Linked DNA regions of Mus musculus: all the other regions are linked to region 1. The links are chromatin contacts, called in public promoter capture Hi-C maps. All regions are on one chromosome and are shown on one strand. Each heading gives the region's core, a stretch centred on a gene start, on an enhancer-like site or on the middle of the called end of the contact. The rest is flanking DNA. Distances are from core to core; before and after follow the strand shown.

What was found. Promoter capture Hi-C pulls out the DNA fragments that hold promoters and counts their contacts.
Region 2: a promoter capture Hi-C map of embryonic stem cells shows a contact between it and region 1, with 6 times the contacts expected there. The contact joins the promoter of Eml4 here to the promoter of Thumpd2 in region 1. A contact is called at or near these places in 2 of 39 promoter capture datasets (embryonic stem cells and hippocampal neurons), 1 of 115 datasets of contacts at active chromatin or transcription factors (astrocytes) and 1 of 9 other capture datasets (embryonic stem cells).
Region 3: a promoter capture Hi-C map of hippocampal neurons shows a contact between it and region 1, with 5 times the contacts expected there. The contact joins the enhancer-like site here to the promoter of Thumpd2 in region 1. A contact is called at or near these places in 3 of 39 promoter capture datasets (the 3T3-L1 cell line, embryonic stem cells and hippocampal neurons) and 1 of 115 datasets of contacts at active chromatin or transcription factors (extraembryonic endoderm stem cells).
Region 4: a contact with region 1 is called in a promoter capture Hi-C map of embryonic stem cells, with 8 times the contacts expected there. The contact joins the promoter of Pkdcc here to the promoter of Thumpd2 in region 1. A contact is called at or near these places in 12 of 39 promoter capture datasets (the 3T3-L1 cell line, 3T3-L1-derived adipocytes, cranial neural crest and 7 more), 1 of 15 datasets of contacts at CTCF or cohesin (large pre-B cells), 1 of 484 Hi-C or Micro-C datasets (embryonic stem cells) and 2 of 115 datasets of contacts at active chromatin or transcription factors (embryonic forebrain and embryonic stem cells).
Region 5: a contact with region 1 is called in a promoter capture Hi-C map of liver, with 2.2 times the contacts expected there. The contact joins the promoter of Ndufaf7 here to the promoter of Thumpd2 in region 1. A contact is called at or near these places in 2 of 39 promoter capture datasets (liver and pre-B cells).
Region 6: a contact with region 1 is called in a promoter capture Hi-C map of hippocampal neurons, with 8 times the contacts expected there. The contact joins the enhancer-like site here to the promoter of Thumpd2 in region 1. A contact is called at or near these places in 6 of 39 promoter capture datasets (the 3T3-L1 cell line, cranial neural crest, embryonic stem cells and 2 more) and 1 of 9 other capture datasets (embryonic stem cells).
Region 7: a contact with region 1 is called in a promoter capture Hi-C map of pre-B cells, with 5 times the contacts expected there. The contact joins the promoter of Prkd3 here to the promoter of Thumpd2 in region 1. A contact is called at or near these places in 2 of 39 promoter capture datasets (liver and pre-B cells).

What each region holds. Positions count from the first base shown.
Region 1 is chr17:81,063,711-81,066,563 of GRCm38.p6, reverse strand. It overlaps Thumpd2 (THUMP domain containing 2), which reads left to right and starts at 1,479. Exons shown (of 10, transcript NM_028138.1): 1 at 1,479-1,629. The coding sequence starts at 1,504.
Region 2 is chr17:83,349,513-83,352,365 of GRCm38.p6, reverse strand. It overlaps Eml4 (echinoderm microtubule associated protein like 4), which reads right to left and starts at 1,425. Exons shown (of 23, transcript NM_001379374.1): 1 at 1,127-1,425. The coding sequence starts at 1,151.
Region 3 is chr17:83,322,581-83,325,433 of GRCm38.p6, reverse strand. No RefSeq gene overlaps it. Among named protein-coding and RNA genes, the nearest start is that of Eml4, 27 kb to the left of the region's middle. Within about 2 kb of position 1,408, at least 147 of the 459 cell types and tissues checked have an H3K27ac peak or open chromatin away from gene starts, as enhancers often do. A contact at or near this core is called in extraembryonic endoderm stem cells and hippocampal neurons, where this site is marked.
Region 4 is chr17:83,213,811-83,216,663 of GRCm38.p6, reverse strand. Pkdcc (protein kinase domain containing, cytoplasmic) reads right to left here and starts at 1,381. Exons shown (of 7, transcript NM_134117.2): 1 at 560-1,381. The coding sequence starts at 1,198. Gm34686 (a long non-coding RNA gene) reads left to right here and starts at 1,530. Exons shown (of 3, transcript XR_001782234.2): 1 at 1,530-2,853.
Region 5 is chr17:78,935,675-78,938,527 of GRCm38.p6, reverse strand. It overlaps Ndufaf7 (NADH:ubiquinone oxidoreductase complex assembly factor 7), which reads right to left and starts at 1,393. Exons shown (of 10, transcript NM_028611.3): 1 at 1,327-1,393; 2 at 874-1,037. The coding sequence starts at 1,363. It overlaps Cebpz (CCAAT/enhancer binding protein zeta), which reads left to right and starts at 1,458. Exons shown (of 16, transcript NM_001024806.2): 1 at 1,458-1,653; 2 at 2,461-2,853. The coding sequence starts at 1,498.
Region 6 is chr17:83,121,733-83,124,585 of GRCm38.p6, reverse strand. No RefSeq gene overlaps it. Among named protein-coding and RNA genes, the nearest start is that of Gm41631, 5.2 kb to the left of the region's middle. Within about 2 kb of position 1,500, at least 92 of the 459 cell types and tissues checked have an H3K27ac peak or open chromatin away from gene starts, as enhancers often do. A contact at or near this core is called in hippocampal neurons, where this site is marked.
Region 7 is chr17:79,019,356-79,022,208 of GRCm38.p6, reverse strand. Prkd3 (protein kinase D3) reads left to right here and starts at 1,393. Exons shown (of 19, transcript NM_001171004.1): 1 at 1,393-1,524.

The sequences.
Region 1 (2,853 bases), core at 230-2,729:
AGTTAGCAAGACAAACCTCCAGAGACGTCAGCACAAGCCAACCTGATCCAGTTGATTCCTCGGTTGAGGACTATAAGTGATTTTAAGTTGAAGCAAGTCGAAAAAAAAACCTAACCACCCTAGGCAATTATAGCAATCTTCCTAGCTGAGAGAGACTTCCTGTGTTGGTCTTTCTTTTAGTCTTATGCCAATGAATTGCATCCAATTCAGCACCAAACTAACTTATTACCTACCGAGAGTAAGCCTGTGTATGACTATGGTATCCGGATGAATGAAACTATCATCTCCCCAGGAATTTCGCAGCCTAAAACATCTGCATTCTGATAGTCAATTGCATGCATTAAACACCTTTGAAATTAAGGGAATCGACAATCACATCAAAACAGGGAGAAACTGTGAAGCAAATGTCTCACAGCTACTCCAGTTTAAATGTGCATCTTGAGGTGAGATAAAAATGACTAAAATTTATTATAGAAATATACAGAACTGACAAACATGAAAGAGAATTAAAGTCTGTCCGTTCTAAAATTGTTTCTGTTGACTTCCAACTTCCTCGATGTTGAATAAGTAATATTCAAATGGCAGATTGCAGCTGGGTAAGTTAAATTCATCTGAAGGCATCTGAGACTATTTTTTTAGTACAGACTATGTATGTATGTGTGTATGCACGCACATGTATGTATATGCAGGAAAATATGTGTGCGGCGTACATGTGCATGTGTACACATAGAGGCCAGAAGACAACCTCAGGTATCCTTCCTCAGGTGTTGTCCCTCTTTTATTTTTAATTTTTGGGGACAGGTCTAGGGTGAGCCACCAAATGAAACAACTTAGAGCTGACCTTTGGAAACGCTCAGGTGACGGGACTCCATAAGGAACTTGGCTCTACTGCCCCAACCCTTCAGGAGCTGACCACTGGTTAAGGGGCAAGAGAATGTCAGTTACCCACTGGCATTCATTTCTGGACCTGGAGAAATATTCCTCTAACAGTTTCTAATATCTGATTCAATATAGAACTACATAGCTAATTTAATGTTGTTGAATTAGAGATAGATTTTTATTCTATCTATATCAAATTTTGTCATTTTAAAACTCAAGAGGTTTTTCTTTAAAAAAAAAAAAAACCATTCAAATACCGTCACTAGCTCAAATCGATTAGACTAAACTGGATGGCACATTCATTATTTACCTATGTGATTGGCCAGATTCAAGAAATGTAACAAGTGTCGGGAACACAAAGACATTTTGCTGGAGAACAAGAATTTCTTCTCTTGATCCTGAGTTCACCGGTTCGGCCCAGTCTTAGATGAAGACAGTAAGGACAGCATCCCCAGGACCCTTGACAATCAGAGATGCCTGGCTGCAGGAGGCTCGCTGTAGTTTCCGGGACGCCCCATAGAGGGCGGGCCTGCAAAGGCGACGCTCCGGTGCGCGTTCCACTGAAGGCTCCCAGGCGCGCTCCCGAGCTCACGTGACCGGGTCTCGGGGTCGCGCCTGAGCGCCATGGCTGTAGCCCAGGCAGACCCGGGTTCTGACCCCGCTGGCGGCGCCCGGTTCTTCTGCACCGCGGGCCGCGGCCTGGAGCCGTTCTTGATGCGGGAGGTGCGCGCGCGGCTGGAAGCCACGCAGGTGAGTCGGGCTCACCGTGCTCGGGGGGAGCCACGCTCGCCCCGGGTCCCCTCTTGGCACCAGCGTGGGGCTCAGGCCCGGGAAGGACTTGTGAGCACCCCATCCTTGGCGTGCAGTGGGCCCCATCCGGGACCTTTGATGACTGCTGAGAGCAACCGGCTGCTCTGGTGGTTTCGTTCTTTATCCAGTATGGTCACTGTATATCTGTCACAGCCAAAGTTTTAAACAGAGGGGTGCGGAAGCCACTTTTGTCTGGGATTCCTTAAAAAGAAACTATGACATGGCAATAGCTAGAGTTAGAATCCTTCCTTTATACCTTAAATGCAGATATACTTCCCGGGCTTACTTGTTTGAGTCTTGTTACTTGACAAGCTTGGGTTTTACATTGTAGGAGGACTGTGAGACATGCCCAGTACACCCACAACACACGTGGTAAACAGAAGCTAGAACAAGAACTCTCCCCTGCTACCCGTGCGTTTCAATGAGTGACTAGTGAACAAATTCCAAACGTACCAGGATGTGCAAACTGAGTTCTTGAAAACACAGGGAAAGGATGTAATAGGATAGGTCGGGACTTTTGTGTGTGACATGTTCTTGGAAAGGGGAAGCTTGCTAAAACCAAACTAGCTGTTCGCCTCTGGGGAGCAGTGTTCGAAGCCCACAAAAGGAGTCTCTGCCACGGTGAGGATCCAGATGGAGATGGTGGAGATGCAGATGGAGATGATAGAGGTGCAGGTGCAGTGGGGAGAGTTGCCAAGACTAGCATTTAATCTAAATAAATTTAATCTAAATTAAATATCTAAATAATAACCTCCGCATTCATCAAGGATTTAAAGTTTGTTGGGTTTTTTTGTTTGTTTGTTTTGGTTTTAATTGTGTGTGTTCTCATACTAGTGAAAGCGTGAACCATCAGCTCATCTCCCTGGAGCTGGAGTAACTGGTGATTGTGGGCTGCCCTGCGTGGGTGCTAGGATGCAAACATGGTTCCTCTACAAGACTAATACCCAGTCTTAACCAGGTGAATCCAGTGATGTATTCAAGTTACACAATTACAAAATGATGTTGGTGATATTCAGATTCTGAAATCAAGCATAACTATATAATGTCCAACCCAGCCACATGTGGGCATATACATGTTGCAGGGCACTTGATCACACTGTGAACCCCAAGATTGTGCTATTTACTGAAAAAACAAAAACAAACAAACATGTTTCTATTTGTGGT
Region 2 (2,853 bases), core at 176-2,675, 2.3 Mb before region 1:
GGCTTAGTGCCAGATGGTTTGCTGATCAGTGAACATTAACTAACTAGAGATTTATTATCACGAAATGGAAAAAGAAAAGCATCCGACTATACACGCTACTACCACATAAACTAGTCAAATATACAAATCAAACCCAGTCGCTGGTATCACATAACCGCAGTATCAGCAAAAACAGAATCGTTTCTCTCACCGTAACACTGAAATCTCTACAGTAACTGGATTCCAGTGGCCTCAAAGAATAGCCATTCCAGACACAGGTACTGGTTACCCTGGAGTTCTGTTCCTCAAGTCAGTCACAACATTTAGCACCTGTACTCTGGTTAAATGGAACACTGAGAAAACACTTCAGCCAACAGGATACCCTATCCCTTTCTCTCCATTCCACAAAGACAGCATATTCCAAAAATGGAGAATCCTTTCTTTTCCGATTGAGGCCCCCTCTTATGGGTTCATTGGGCAGGATTACTTCTCTCCAGCACGCATGGAGAGCATACTTCTGCTTTCACTCTTAAAGAGGGTCCCCCAACACAGATGCGCCTCTTCCTTCCCTGTATTGAGTAGATGATAATGCTCTCCACCACTGCAAAACGTTCAGGGAAGTGGAGGGAAGCTGTCAGTTACTGAGGGCTACTTAATAAATCTTCAAATATAAAGACTGAAAGGGGTGACTCCAATCCAGAAGTGGGACTGGGGATTCCTACTCCCTCCGGAAAGGCTGCCCCAATCTTGCCTATCATTCCGTTTAAGTGGAGAGATGTACTCTGAGGGAGAGTCTGTATTTGATGAAGGGGTGCCCTGACTTTAACGGGGTGGGGGGGTCAGAAGAAGGTGCTAAGTGTACCGGGAGGGACGTAGCAGCGGCTGGAGGGTCGTTGAGGGGAAGGAGGGCCCCCGCACTGAAGGGGGCTCTGGGAAGAAGGGAGGGTCTGGAGGCGAGGGCTGCATGGGGGGAGGGGCCGCCCGTCCCGGAGGCGGCGGCGGGGCTGCAGCCTCGCGGGGACCATGTGCCGGGAGCGGCGGCCACCCGCAGGGGCAGCCCGGGGAGCAGGGCCCGCGGCGCGCGCGCGCGCAGGAAGCCGGGGTCCCGGGTTACGTACGAGGGGCGCGAGCCCGCGGCCGGACTCACCGAGGCTGCCGGCGAAACCGTCCATCTTGCGGGGACCGCGCCGGGCTCGGGGCTCAGCGGGGCGGGCGCTTCATTCAGCGCCCCGACCGTGCGGCGGCCGCGGGACCTGACCCGCCGGTTCTCAGCGTCGCCCGGCGCGGCTTCCGACTCCCGCCGCCGCCGTCCGCCGGTCAGCCCGTCAGCCCCGAGGGTCAGTCGGTCAATCAGGTTGAGAGCCGCGCCGCCCGCCGCCTGCCCGGCCTCTCTCCCTCTCTCTCTCTCTCTCCTAAGCCGCAGCCGTGAGCGCCGCGCCGCGCCGCGCCGCGCCCCGCCCCCGCGCCCGCGCGCAGCCACGGCTCCGCCCCCGCGCACGCCGTCACGCTTCCGATCCCGCCCCACGTGACGGAACGGGGCGGGGCTTCCCGCGACACGCCCCTCCCTCTCTGCCCTGCCTCCGCAGCCGCAGAGAACTCTTGAGAGTTAGGAGGCTATTGGCTGCTCTTGTGTTCCTGGCCCGGTTTCGCCACCAGGATTCTCCAGCCCGAAACTGGGTCTGAGTGGACGGGGCTCGTGGGTGTCCTGCTGCTAGAAAGCTGACCTGCACTGTGGGATTCTTTCCCTCTGGGAAGCCCGCGGAGCACAGTTCTAGAGTTCTTTTGAAGGGAGGTAACGAGGAGGCTAACGAGTGAGAGGAAAGATTCCCCTTCTTGGGGTTCCCCTCTCCTCTAGTCAGTGAGAATTCTAGGTAGAGACAAGACTTTTTGACCAGCCTGAGGCCATGTCTGCCACAACCGCAGGTTCTAGGACAGAGCACAAGCAAACAATGTTAATGCTGGATGAAAAGAGTTCGTCTTACCCAAGTCTTATGAGGAAAGTGCACGTAAAAGACTGGCTTGGCTTACTCTCCTTTTGTTCTTCCCATCAGGGCACAAAGCCACCGGATAGCCTATCAGGAAACTATAGCACAGACTATTAGTTTTTAAATAAACCTTAGTTCTAGGCTCAAATCTATGAAGTCACCTAACTAAATTTAGGCCTTGCTTTAATTTATTTGCAAATTCAAGTGCTAGACTGTACCTGAGGCTGACCTCTGGCACACGCATGCACAAGCACAACCAAAACTCATCCCATCTTCTTCAACCCTCTAATCTTTTATTATTATTATTTTATTTTTTAAAGATTTTTTTTAAATTTATATGGGTACACTGTCACCCGGTTACAGATGGTTGTGAGTCACCATGTGGTTGCGGGGAATTGAACTCAGGACCTCTGGAAGAGCAGTCAGGGCTCTTAACCGCTGAGCTATATCTCTCCAGCTCTCAACCCTCTGATTTTATCCTCTTTCCTTACAAAGACATTTGAATAGTTTAGGTCCCTTCTAGGTCGATGTGCAGATTAGAGTAACAAAAAACTGTAAGGTGTCTCAGAGACTAAATTAGATATACCTTTTAAAGTAGCTGGGTTAGGAAAAAAATAAGAATGTCTGTTAATAGAGTTGTAGGTTACAAGGAACAAATTGAAGTAAGGAGAGAAGAAATGGGGAACAACAACTGCCATGAAAAGAATTGACAGAATTAAATGGTTGAAAGGATTGTTAAACATCCTTGAAGGATACCTCTCCCCTTTGATGCCTTTTTAAACTTCTTTCCTAAGGGCCTGGGAGTGTACCTCGGTGACCAATTGTGCTTAGTAAATAGGAGGCACTGGGTTTGATCCCCAGCTCTGGAAACAGCCAACAAACAAAATCT
Region 3 (2,853 bases), core at 159-2,658, 2.3 Mb before region 1:
GAGATTCTGAACAAAACAAGACAAAAGGAACATCAGATGAGGCTTCGATTAGATGCCGCACTGTAGGCTCTTTCCTAGTAAGCAGGGAGAAACAGACTTCCTCCTGCTGAAACCCAGAGGTGCATGAGTGGCACCAGTCCAGGCACTTCTCAGGGAGCAGAGGGATCCCCCAAGACGACTGGATCTTAAGAGCAGAGTTGATTTTAATGCACACAGTTTGTCCTCCTGAGTTTAATAATCAGATAGATGATGCTCAGCCCAGGGAAGGAAAGGGACCGTTAGGGCCCCTGGAATGATGCTGAGCAGCCCTGGAATGATGCTGAGCGGCCCCGGAGCGATGCTGAGCGGTCCGGGAGTGATGCTGAGCGATTCTCCCGTGGAAAGTCCGTTCTCCTCCAAGAAAGACAAGGTCATTAAAGGAAGGGAGGAGATCTTTGATGCGTGGTATTTTGGATGGAAAATGCAATGCAGAACATGAATATAGCAAAATCTCCTGTAAATTTTTAAGAGGACATAACAAACTATATTAATAACAATATATAAAAACCAGTCACTACAGATATGCTTTTGGAGTATATTGAAAATGAGGAAACCTTGATTCTCTTTACCTACCCCCTTTTGTCTACTGTTTTAGTATTTACCCAACGTGTATATTACTTTTATTTCTGAAAATGCTGCTAAGGGCTATTGAGACCATGAGACTGAGAACCACTACTGAGGGTTTTTTTTTTTTTTTAATAGCTCTCTGGGAAAAAAAGTATAATAAGTGTTATTTTAAAAAATACAAACAAGATAGCGTTAAAAAAGTTCTCTCTCTAGCTTTGGGAATCCTAATGAACTATAATCACAGAGACGCCAGACTAGTCAAAATTGGAAGAAAGAGCTATAATCACAGGAAAAGAACTCTCTCCACAATTTGAAGGATCCCAGAAAAAGCAGCCGTAATGACAGCGGGGCTGACTTCAGGAAAAGCAGAAACAGGAGCAGCTGCGGTGGCGCCTAGAGTGGGTGGGATGCGTGGCAACGCGGAGTGACACGGGAGAGCACTAACTGCCTACCACCCAGGACCCAAGGACCCCCAGGGAGGGAGGACGGAATATCTAAAGTGTAAATCAACAGGACTGGAGTCTAGGAGAAAACGCTGAAGTGGTTATGACTCATGACCACATTGGACCTCTCGGCTAGGGTGACCTGGGAGACACACGGTCACGGTTGTGTAACTGAAGCGCTGGAAGCACGGTGAGGCAGCTTCCTGCAGCCCCAGGTGGTCAAAAGGCCCGTGTGACTGAGCCTGTAAGGAGGGCCAGCCTTGGACATCTCTCCTTGTATTTGCCTAAGCTCCAGCAGTGAACTCATTACAAGGCATGCATGTGGCCTAATTCCTTGTCCCATTCTGTCACCAGAACAGACCTTGTAAGAGAATTCCAAAGTACAGTGAACTCATGTTGCAATCTTCACAGATCACAGACTAGGTACTTTAGGACCCAAATTCCTTAAACAGCTCTGTTTTACTACAGACTTCACATTCCAGCCCGTTGTTTGAAGTGCTCGCAGCTGCCCATGCAAGGCCTTTCGGACTGTTCTTGGGCCATGAAGTGCCCAAGAACAAAGATGTTTCTTAAACTTCCCTACTCACAAAACGAAAGCAGCCATTATATAACGAAGCTCGGAGCTCCAGGGCTGAGCAGCCCCTGAAGATCGCCCTGCTCGAGGTCACTCGGGCAGACACAGAGAAAATAAAGGGGGAAAAATTCTCAGGCAGGAAAATGAGTGTGAGGATTAGTCAGCAGTGAGATGGGCCCCTACGTCCACGAGGTTGTAACTTTATCTTGACAACATGGTCTTTCCTGGAAGAGACTTGAGCAGCGAATTTATCATTTTATAATTTGTGGCTTAAATTTGAGCCATACACCAAGCAGCTGTGTTGGTGTGAGGCACTTTGGACTCCTTCTAAAGCCCAGGAGACAGAAAGAGACCACTTCAAACTTGAAGCCCTCAAACTCCTCAGCGGGTTGGTTAACTGTGGGCGCATCAAGGGCAGGGTTTCTGCATTGGTTTTTCTTAGGAAATGTATGGAACCTGGACCTCGTGCCTTTGTGTCTTTGTTTGTTTTAGATTTGGGGAGAGAGCAGACTGTGATAGTTGGAGCCTGGAAGGGGGGGTGGGGAGGGGCCGCTCCGATCTGGTGACAGCGGGTTTTCATATATTCCAGGGTCCCTCTGGGAAATGAGAAGTTGGAAGCGGAGAGGGGGGAAATGGGTGGAGAAATGGGAAGCCAAGGGAAGGGAGGAGTGCCAGAGATAACTGCTGACTTCACAGTTTTCCACCGGGGCCTGCCCTGCCTACCTCTGTTGACATCAAAGCTTTCCCAGCGCCTTTGCGTGCCTGCTCAGTCGGCCCTGCCTGCTGCCACCCGGGGAAGAACTGGCGGCTAGCCCTGCAACAAAGCGGAGGACAAATTTTCTGCAACGAATCTCTCATCAAAAAAAACACCCGCCCCCTTCCAGTTCTGTGCAATAGCCCTGCATCGCCAGGCCGGGGGTTCAATAGTCCGCCTTGTACAAAGACAGCTTTAACAGGGAGGTCTCCAAGAACGTGGGCAGCTTCCCAAGGTGTCTCACGGGTTCTGGGCAGCGCTGTCTGTCTGTGGGCCGATGGGTGTGTCTTTTGCAATCCAGTTGGGGCGCCTGGATTTGGGAAGTCTTGGCTCCTCTCCCCAGAGCGATGCAGGGCATCGGATTATTGCTGGCATCTGAGCTCCAGCGCCGGCTGCCATTCCATCTCTTTTCTCTGCTCCCCCTGCTAGGCTTTGCATGTTTTTATCCCCTTCTCTAGTTTTCCCTTCCCTGGGAC
Region 4 (2,853 bases), core at 132-2,631, 2.2 Mb before region 1:
TTCAATGGCCTGTGAGCCCAGTGAGAAATGAGGGTCTCCCTGAAGATCAAGTCAGATCCATGGTCTCCTTTTGGGCCCCTCCCATACCCACTGAGGCTTAACATCACCTCCAAAGCCAGACGTGTCGCTGGACTTTGAAAAAAGTATGGTTCAGGCTCTACCAATATGGGGGATCCTATTTCTGCATCTGGGAGCTGACTGAAGCTGGATGTTGGAGTTGGACCTGAGGTCACTATGACTGGAGATAATACTCCACCAGCTTTAGCCAGCAGCAGGGTCCTCTGTGGTCACAACTCCTAATCACTGCCTTATCACCAGCTTGGGACCCTTCTGGTCCTTGCCTCTGTCTTTACGGGATGCGTTTAAGCTGGTACAGGGTTCTACCCAAAGGGTGAGAGACCCCGGCAGGGTGGTGCTGAGTGTGGTTCCCTAATCTGGGTTCTGCACCTAGCTGCAACTGGGCAGTCTTGGACGCCCTGAGACTTATTTACTCCGTAAGACCAAGGAGTCTTTCAGAGTGGCCAGCCAGCCCCCTCATCCCGGAACCCCACTGTCGTACCTGCAGCACGTTGGGGTGCCGCAGCCGCTCCAGCAGCACCATCTCTTTGAGCAGCTTGTGGGCCGCCAGGCGATAGCAGCCCCTTCGCGCCCCGAACTCGCGCACGCAGCTGCCCAGATCGTGGCCGCTGAAGTCCACTGCTTTAAGCGCCACCGCGGCGCCGCCGGGCAGGCGGACCCGGTACACAGCCTTAGTGTAGCCTGAGCCCACGTACTGCGCGCCAGACACGTTGCGGAGCGCGGCGCAGCCTAGGCGCGGGCCCGGGCCGGGGGAGCCCGGGCCGGGAGCAGGGGGCCAGCCCGGAGCGCCGTCGGGCGGGGACCGGACCCGCGGGGGCCGGGGACGCTGCAGGCCCGGCCCGCCCGGAGCCAGGTCCATCAGGCGCCGCCGCTCTGGCCGGCCCGCTCCCGGCCCCGGCCCCCCGCGGGAATAGCGCTGCACCTCCTCGTAGCGCTCCCGGATCTGCCGGGCCAGCTCCCCACGGCCCCCGCGACGGCCCGGGCCCGGGGCTGCCGAGGACCCCGGGGACTGGCCTGGCCGCGGAGGCTCCGAGCCCGGTGCGAAGAGCACGTTGAGGACGGAGCCCAGCAGGAAGGAGGCGCAGAAACCAGCGGCCACGGCCGCCCGCCGGCGCCGCATCGCTCCCCTCCCCCCGGCCGGCCGCGCGCCGCTCCCCGGCCCCGGCCCCGGCCCCGGCCCCGGGCGGCTCAGGCTCCGAGGCGACTCGGCTTCGCGCCGCGCCGGCCCCCTGCCCAGCCCGCGCGCATGGCCCGGGCAGCCCCGACCCCGGCCCCCGGCGGGCGGCACATCGGCCTGACACTTGCCTCCCTCCCGCCCTGCCCCCGCCGCTTATAAGGCCCGGAGCCACCCCCGCGCCCGCCCCTCCGCCAGCGCCTCCCCGCGCCCGGCCGAGCCAGTCCTCGGCGCCGCCCCCTCTGGCCGCCCGGGCCGGCCTTCCCCGCTGACTGACAGCGGGACCTCCTCCCGCGGCCAGCCGGGCCTGGGAAGCGGCGCGGAGGCGGCTCCGGCCCTGCCCGGCGCGCGGCCCCCCGAGCTCGGGTTGGGGAGCGGGGGAGGGGGAGGGGGCGGCCGCGCGCAGGGCTTCCAAGCCCGAGGCCAGGCTGGATAACGGGACCCGGAGGCCGAAAGCGGAGCTGGCCGACCTGGTGCGGGGAGTTGGAGGGGCGAGGCCGGCGGGTAACGGGCTCCAAGGGGCAAGCCGCCAAGGCCCGGGTGCGGGGATCTCAGGGGTACACGCTGCCTCCTGGGGGAGGTGGGGAGTCGGGGCTGCAGTGCAGTGCGCAGGGGTTCCTCCTTCTGCGGGTGAGGCTGCTCTGGGACAGCCCGGGTTCAGGGTGTGATGAAGGGCGGCGCACTGGGGAGGCTGCCCCGCACCTGCGAGAGCGCGAGGGGTGGGGACTGTGGTCTCAGAGTTAATCAGGAGGTTTCGGAAGAATTCTTTTTTTTTTTCAACTGTCTTCTACCAGGACTTTCTGATTTTCCTGGTTCCCGAATCCCCACATCTCGACAACACAGCTCCATCCCCATCCCCGAGAACCTCGATCTTTGACCCGCCAGTAGGGGGTCGGAACCGTATACAGCGAGTGCATTAGTGTCCACGCACATCTGTCTGTGGAATGTGTGCATCCGCATGTCCCGAGGGGCTACTGTGTCTCTAGGATGGGAGTGAGTGTGTGCCCTGTGTGTTAGTGCTGACTCCATCAGAACTTCTGGTCCCTCCTCCTCCCTCCCTGATTGCATCATTAGTGCTAATTGAGGGGCTTTCACACGCCAGTGCATTAGCTGTTTGGAGTGAGCTCCCCCCTCCTGCGAGATAAGCTGCCGCCCCTCCCCCTCGTGGCTCTCCACTTCCCTAGGGCACTGAAACTGTCCACCGAGGTCGTCTCACTTCCTCAGGCTCCCTCCTGCTTTGCTCTGGGCAGGAAAAAGTTATCTCTCTTCCTGCAGTGCCGTGGATTCGGCTGGAGCGACGGCATATGGGGTAAAATTTAGGGGCTGGAGAAAGAATCCAGAGCCGCCTTTCTGAGGGGCTTTCTAGGAAGGAGGGGTTTTCCCTCAAGAGGTCTCCTGTTCCTATCCAACGCAGGGAGGAACTCTGTGACAGGGAATAAAACTTGCGGCTAGCTCTTTTGGAAGTTCAGCCTGTGATCGCACTGAGGTAGGCCTTCTGGCTCTGACTGACTTCTTGGTCCCCTAAAACTCAGAAAGTGGGGACCATGCTGAGTTATTCGTCATGGGAAAGGCAGGTTGAAGGAGGCCATGATTCCCCCTGA
Region 5 (2,853 bases), core at 144-2,643, 2.1 Mb after region 1:
GAGAAATGGAAAAGATTAATTTTCAAATAAAGCTTTCAAAAGTGCTCCACCAAAATTTTATGGAATGCTTACAGTGAAGTAAGTATTTACCAAGAAAGTTCTCTCTTCTGAAGTAACCAAGATAAGGACAGAGTCTTTACCTAAATTTTACATAGTAGTAGTCATTTTGCAAAACTCACCAAACAGCAATTACTCAAGTAGAAGGGCTGCAGACAAGATCATCTCTCTACTCCTTGCCCTCTCCCACTCTTCCATACCAATGCAAAGTCTCACTTTCTTCTCATTTTAGTTCTCCCTGGCATCCATTCAGTCTATTCAAACAGTGTCTTCACTGACTTCTCTCTCCAAAGACTCCCAACCCAAAACTAAATCCAGTGCTTTTTTTTTTTTTTAAATAAGACAACAATTACGTTTCTTACAAGGCTTAATTATCTGGGGAGAAGACTTTGTCTTAACTTCATATCCCAAGTTTTACCATAATGCTTAACCTTCAAGAAAGACTCAAAGCTTTCTTTTAGCCAGGCAGGTGAAGACCACCTAGAATCCCAGCACTCAGGAGGGTAAATAAGAAGATGCTGCAAGTTCAAGGTCAACCTCATACATACAGCGTTTCCCTTATACAAACAGCAGAAATCCACAACCCCGGTTAGAAAATCAGCATTCCTTTAACTCAGGAAAATTAAATTACATTCTGTCACCTAAACTCCGCAGGAATTTGTCATGACCTCTTTTTTGGCACTGCCCTTTAACGCAAATGACAGATAAGACTATATTCCAAGGACTTCGGCGGTGGCTCAACACCTGATGGCTCTAGAGGCCTTCGGGCTCCTCTGTGTACACACACTGGGTGGTTCACGCTCCCCCTACGTTTACCTTGGCTGGGTTAGTCAAAACCTCCTTCATGTACTCGGCCACAGTGATGGGACCTGTAGACTTTATTTTGTACATAAGATGCCGCAGCATCGGTGTCACCTGGTTGCTTTCTGCCGGCTCATTCCCGGAGCTGTAGCATTTCCCTCTCCAAATACAGGGAAGGCCTGAAAAGCACGATTAAGCACCGCCCGCATTAGATATCTCCATTTCATTTACACGCGCAGCAAGCAGCCTAAAGCTTGTAAGGATGCCTCGTTCATCACTAACTTCGCCCCAACGTCAGGACCCGATGGAGGCAAGGCATGCACCGAACCCATGACTACAAGCCCCTCCACACAGCTAAGCCTCTCTGTGGACCAGCTTCCTGCTCCAGCCCCAGGTGAGCAACGGAGGGACCAAGGAGCCGCGCCATACGGTTTCCATGGAAACAGGATCCTGCAAGGGGACTCTCACCCGCGCGGGCCACGCAGCGTCTCACCAAAGCATTCATTCCTACACCCCGAGGCCAGGCTCCGCCCCGGAGGCGGGGTTTAAACGGTATTTCCTGAATCGCCCTCGCAATAGGAAGTGCGTCACCGTAAAGCGGAAGTAAGCTCCGGGCTGCACTCGCGTGTCCAGCCCGCCATGTCGGCCGACCAGGAACCTGTGGCGTTCCTTGCCAAGCAGCCCTGGCGTCCCAAACAGGTGACAGAAGATCCGGATGAGGAAGACGAGGAGGATGGCGATGAGGGCAAGAATGGCTTCTCCCTGGAGGAGGTGTTACGCCTCGGAGGCACAAAGGTAAGGGCCGCAGGCTCTGGGGAAGGGGATGCTCACGGCTGCCGGGAAGGTGGGACCCGCAGCCCAGCCTCCGACCTGCTCTGAGAGCTTCCCACGCATTTACTGTTACCGCGCTTCAGTGGGAAAAAAAACAGTTCGGCTTGCATGTTTTCTCCTGGGTTTATGCCTCGTTAAAATGTAGGCGATCGGATTCTAACCACGTGGGCAAATGTTTTGAACACGACCGTATGTGTAATCTACATCTGCTAGGTTAAAAGGTTGGATTGAAGTCGCTAAAAGAACCTGCCAGTTTACATTAGCCTTTTATGAAAGTGCCTCTTCCTCCCTACACTACCTCATAAAGTACTTTCTATTATTGGAAGGAGTGTTGTATGTTTGTTGGTACACTCGTGTGGAAGTCAGAGGACAACTTTGGAATCGATTCTCTCTTTTATGTGACTTCCGAGGATCGGACCTAAATCACCAGGCTCCTTGGCATAGACTTGACCCACTGAGCCATCCCCTGCCCACTCAGATAAACCTTTAACCTTGCTCACCTGATGCATTACGAGTGCCTAGATCATTGCGATTTTCACTGGATTTTGTGACTGTCAGCTTGAGAATCTTTTCATATCTTGAAGAAGGTTCTTCAAAAGCCTTTTCCCTATTGTGTACCTATCTTTGGCACATTTTCCTGTTGGATATCTGTGAGTTTGCCAGATAATAGTGTAATAATTCATATGTGATGGTTTTTAAAAATGAAGTTCTTACTGAATTTCTGGGTTTGTAATACGGCCTTTTTTTTTTTTTTTTAATGTGTTTCTACAGCAAGATTACCTTATGCTGGCTACTTTGGATGAAAATGAGGAAGTGGTGGATGGGGGCAAAAAGGGAACCATTGACGACCTTCAACAAGGTGAACTGGAGTCATTTATTCAGAATCTGAATTTGGCCAAATACTCAAAGTCTTTGATTGAAGAAGATGAACCAGAGAAAAAGGAAAACACCAGCAAAAAAGAAGCAAAACTACTGAAGGTGGAGAATAAAAAACAAAAAGCAACAGAAGGAAAAAAGACATCGGAAAAGAAGGTGAAAAATAAGACTGTACCAGAACAGCGTCCTGAGAGCTGTCCCGTCTCCAAAGCAAAGAAAGATAAACAACCCGATGTGTTTGAATTTCTAGAGAGACAAACAATGTTACTCAGGCCTGGAGGCAAGTGG
Region 6 (2,853 bases), core at 251-2,750, 2.1 Mb before region 1:
GTAGCCTGAGAAGTGAGAACACCCACAGGCAGGTCAGTTTGTTGTCTATCCTTAACTGCCTCTGATTGAATGAACACCAAGGTCTTTCATCTAAGACTGTTAGAGATGCAGCACACTGCCTAGGGACCCTGCCTGTGACTTTCAGGTTGTAAATAAGTTCCCCATGTGGCCTGAAGTCAGGCCTTGGGTGGGTGGTGCAGGGCACACACCATTGCTCAAGGTCAGACCTAACCCTTTCTCACCTTTGCTACCATTGTTCTTGCCAGAGACACCACCACCAGGGACATTCCATGAATGACACTCAGCACCTTAGTCAGGACGGTCTGAACCGCCTCCACCACTGCCACCACTAAGTTTTGCTGTGCTTTGTAAGCATATGGGCTTTTGGTCTTACTAGAATCTTGACGTGGACAGGTGGTAAGGAGGAAGATAGCAGCGGGGGGAGGGAAGGGGTCAGATGTGGCCAGAGATTAGGGATTTTTCATTAAACTGCCTGTTTAGGTAAGGGCTTTTAGGGGCAAAGCTGCTTTACCTGATAATGGCAGTTTATCTGAATTCCATTCTACTGAAGGAAGCCTCTTTTAATCTTAATTACTGTGGTTAGTAAACCTCTGGGTTTCATCCCAAAGCCTTCCCACCCTGTGGTAAACGGAGCTGCCTGACTCTCAGCTTTAGCTGCTCTGGTCACTTCAGGGGGCAGATATCCTTTGTCATCTGCCCCTTTAGGATGCTTGCAACATTTGGTGAATGTGTGAAGGGCCTTTGGGCCAACTCAGCAAAGGAAGATCTGGCTTGAAGATCCTTGCGGCTCTGCACAGCCAGTCAGGGCAGCAGAGCAGCTCGGGTAGATGTGACTGGAACTCAACCACACTCTCCACCAGCAACCCGAAGTGCAGACTGGGACTCGTGCCACTTGGTCGTTTGGTTAAGTGAGCACTCAGGAGGCAGAGGCAGGCGGATTTCTGAGTTCATGGACAGCCTAGTCTACAAAATGAGTTCCAGGACAGCCAGGGATATAACAGAGAAACCCTGTCTCGTAAAACCAAAAAAAAAAAAAAAAAAAAAAAGTGAGCTCGGTAGAGGCTGGTTAAAGCGGTGATCTTCTGACTTGAGGCATAGTCCAATGGCTGGAGGAGCGGCGTCTCTTGTGGGGGTGGCAATATTGCTCAGGCAGAAGGACAGCTTTGAGGGAACCACCAGAACAAAGGGAGCTAGACAGAAACGTTGGTTGGTTGGTGGTGGTGGTAGGGGCGACTGCCAGGGAGTGGGCCTGAAAGCCTTTAGGGAATCAGTACACCGGGCAAAGGCAGGGAAGGGTTAAAGGGCCTGGGAACTCCTGTTTCCAATCACTTGTCAGTTCGCTTTGCTTATCAGCCAGGATGGGGCCGCGGGGAGAGGCTCCGAGAGCTTTCGGTTCCAAGCTCTTCCCCCGACTCCACACTCTCAAGCTCTCAGCGTTCTCATTCCCTTCCAAGGCTCTCGGCTCAGTCAGGAGGTGGGGGAAGGGATGGAGCTGCGAGGGTTGGGGGAGGGCTTGGAACCCAAGCACAGTTAATGGAGTAGAGTGCAAGTTACTAAATACAGCCCTAGGGGGTGGCAAGGCGGTCGAGTCTCTGCCGTAAACCTTCAATTGGCCCCTCCTTCTCCCACACCGCAGAGAGCCAGACTTGGGGCAGGCTGCTCAGTCCCCCTTACTTAACTCACTTTAGGCCAGCACCCTTCAACACCTTTCGCTTTTACAATGACCACTGAGCCAGACATCTCCACGATGTATTTGTGTCGCTCCTTTGACAAGGCTAATGAAGCATCCTTCACCTCGTGCCAGCCTATTTTCTTTTCTTTTGCGACCAACCCAGGCTTGCCTTGAACTCTTAATTCTTTTGCCTCAGCCTCCTGACGGCTGAAATTAGAAGTGTGTACCACTCTGTCTGGCATCATGCTGGCTTCCCAAGGGGTGGAAAATTTCATTTCTGCCAATTTATAGTTACTAAGCTCCCTGGTTTCGGCCATTAGGAAACTAGTTACATTTTCTTTCTGTATCTCCACTAGAGTTACTAGCTCAAAATATGATGCCCAGGAGAGAGGGCAGAGCAATCGGTCAACCGGATCCAAACCGTGATAGACCTTGACCCCACTCAGGTGCAGTCACATTTGGGTACGGTTACCATAGTAACAACAAATCCTCGGATGGCAAGCTTTTGTTCTGGTTGCTGTCCTGAAGAAAAGCAATGCGCTTGGTGTCTTAAATTGCCCGAATTTGACATTCTAGTAACCAAACTAAAGAAAGGAGAGAGGCAGATGTGTTTCAGCAGACAAGATGTAAATGACGTCAAATGTAAACAGTAGAGCCACTGTTTTGTGCAGAGCATAAGTTGCCTGTCAGAACAGAATTGTGTTCACATATGCTGGGGAGCTAGGTATGTGAGGAACTGTCATAGATAAGAGGTGGGTTAGTCTAGAGTGGGGGATCGGCCAGGAGTGTGGAAGAGACACAAGAGAATTGGTATCCTGTGATGACAGAGGTGAACTCTGGGCTAGAGTCACAGTCTTCCCCTGGCAGAGGATTTGCAAGGCTTTGGTTCTTCCAAGTTTGTACATCCCAGGCTGTTTGGCTCCGTCCAGAATCCATCTTCCAGCTGTCCACTCTGTTTGACTGAAACTTTTTGCATCCTCTAAGCATCCTTCCCTGTCTCCTCGTCAGCTCTAGTTTCTGACTTTCCCGTGGGTTATCTCCCCCACTCCGATCCCTGCATAGACATCTGCATTTATGTATGCCCAAGCCTGTTTTGTTTTGTTTTGTTTTATGTAGAGTTTAAGGACACACAGACTTAGAAGTTTTATAGATACAGAAAG
Region 7 (2,853 bases), core at 144-2,643, 2.0 Mb after region 1:
GAAAGAAAGAAAGAAAGAAAGAAAGAAAGAAAGAAAGAAAGAAAGAAAGAAAGAAAGAAAGAAAGAAAGAAAGAAAGAAAGAAAGAAAGAAAGAAGAGAGCAGTTAGGCAAGGGAACGCTTAAGAAGAGGGTACACTGGAATGAATCTGCTTTTAATCTTAAAGTAAAAGAATCACAAAATATATTTAAAGAGTCTCTGTCTCTCTCCCTCTCCTCCCTCCCTCGCTCCCTGCCCTCCACCACCACCATTTTGATCATATTCACAACCCATACCCTACTCAATTGAGCCCCTTCTGAACTGGGCCCTTTCCTTTGACACCTTTTTTGTTTAGTTAGGGTTGCCTGCATTAGTGTGAGTGGTGTCTGGGTAAGACTTTAAGAACAAAGATGTAATCAGATTTAGATTTTAGTGGATGTTGGCAGTTTCCGATTCCAGAGAAATGTCCGAAATGTCCTCCCACCCCTTAACGCTCCCTGTAGAAAAAGATTATACACAGTTTTGTTTTAAAAGCCTCACTCCCTAGGAGACGAGGCTGCAGCTAGTAGTATGGTCAGTGCTTTAGCTCTTCAGTGACCTTGTGAGTGGGTTCGGTCTCCCATTTCTATCCCTGGGGGGGCAGGGAGAGGTCTCACTTATTTCAAATCCAGGACTATCCATTAATATTACAGATTCTGTACCCAGATTAATTCTCCCCTATGTTCTCAAAAGCTGCCCCCCACCCCGCTTTCTGCATCCAGACGAGTGGCCTTTATGACAATATATTTTACTTTGAAGATATAAAACGTCGACGTGGAAGAACTATCTAGTTTTTGTGTCAGTGACTGTACCGCGCAGATGTTTCTCTTTCATCAACTATTTATAATTTAACACACAGGGCTTCTTCTCTCTGAGGTTCCATGACTGTCGACCGCTCTTTTGGTAGAGAGGGCAACGCACCAGTGTTAAGGTGCACAAGAGGAAACACAGGCACGTGCAAGCGGCGTCTCCAAGTTTTGCTGTGGCGCCGGTGAAGGACTGTGTCTGTGTAGCTCTGGGTGTTGGGTGACAGCTGCCCCCGGGAACGCCGAAAGGGACAACTTTGGAAAGGAGGGTCCTCCACTCTGGACGCTGCGTTCAGGTGGTCACCTCTTGTCACCGACTGCCAGCGCCCGCCTAGGGGGACAGCAAAGTGAGAGGTTCGAGTACAGCGCGTCCTTCCAGTCGCGCTCAAGCCCGCGCTCCGAGCGCCCGGTGGGGACCTCTGCGGGTTTGCAGAGCCTCCGCGCGCCCCCTCGGAGCCAGACCCACCAACCGCGCGCGGCGGGGAACTACAGCTCCCGGCAGGCCCCGCGCGGGCCGCGCGCCCCCGCCCGCGCGCCCCGGCCCCCCGCCCTCCGGCCTCGAGACGGGACGGGAGGGAGGGCAGGAGGAAGGGGCGCGGGCGGGCGGGTTCGTGCGAGGCGCGTGAAGCCTCGCTGGCTCCTGCTCCGGGACGCGGACGCTGGCGCGCGCCGACTTTCTCCAGAACAGCCGAGCCCGCCTCTGTAAGTAGTCGCTGGAGGGAGCGCGGAGCAGACACCGAAAAAAGTTCGCGCCGCCGCCGCCGCTGCCGCTTTGTTCTCCCGACCCGTCGGGCTGAGGTGGCGCGGCCCCTCCCCCACCGCATGCGGCGGCCGCGGCGACGGCGGCGGGACTCGGACCCGCGCGGGGCTGGGCGGCGGCCGCGGCTGGGCGGGAAGTCGGGGCGGTGCTCCGCGGGCGGCCGGGGGCGCCGGCGCGGCCAAGTTCCGCGGTCCGCGCCGAGGCCAAGTTGGAGTCGCGCGGCTGCTGCTGGTGACCCACCGCGCCCTGGCCCTCGGGGACCCGCTTTCTCCCGAGCCCCGCCAACTAATCCTGCCGCCGGCGGCACGGTGCAGTGAGCCTTCCCGGTTCTTTGCTGCACTTTTCCTGGTCCTGGGGCTGGAAGGGGCGAGTATCCGGGGTTTGGAGGATAGTGACCCCAGTTTCCTGACTGCCTTTAGGCTTGCCTGTTGCAGCCTCGCTCCAAGTCGTTCTCATTCCCTGGGGGAGCTTCGCCCTGAGTTGAAACATCCGCGAGTGTGGAGCAATAAAATAGTAATAATAATAATAATAATAATGAGCACACACGACATTACTTGATTGCGTGTCGGGTATTTTAGTTCACATCGTCGAAATCAGAAGTATAGGCCGTGCTGTCAGCAAGCACGAATATAAATCAGGCTACAGGCGACCTGCAGACTTTTCCGTACACAGATTGATGGCATGGATGTAACTGTCCCTTCAACCACGCCCGTCCCCACAGGAAATATGACTATCGGTGTCATCTTTGATTAAAGAGGATAAGTTTCAACATGAAGTACTACTTTGTAGGACAGGGCCTTTAAAACCTGTAGGCACAAATGAAGCAACAGTTTGAGATACTTTCATCCATGTCCTAGAAAAACGTTATTACACTAAAAAGTTACTTTTACTCTGTACCTGATGTTGCAGTTTTAGCAGTTTTGATTTTGTTCAGCTGGAGTTTAAACTTTTAATGCCAGGCGGGTAGACAAGCCTACGGATTTGCTTCAAGAAAGCATCCCTGAAGTTGCCAGACTCAGTTCTGAGTAACATTTGCTCTAGAAGAACATTTCCTCTCCCAGTTATAATCTGGGGTGGGATAAAACAGCAGTTTAGCCAGAAAGTTGTTTCAAGTTTTTGCAAATATATTATTTTTAAAACGTCTCACGGGAACCGTTACAATAGGTTTTGCTTCATAGGATAGGTTTATAAATGTCATGGGCCTGAGAATATGGGTTTGGAGGCATCTTTGATAAGCCAGGGCAGTTCACATTTCAGGACTGTTAAGACTA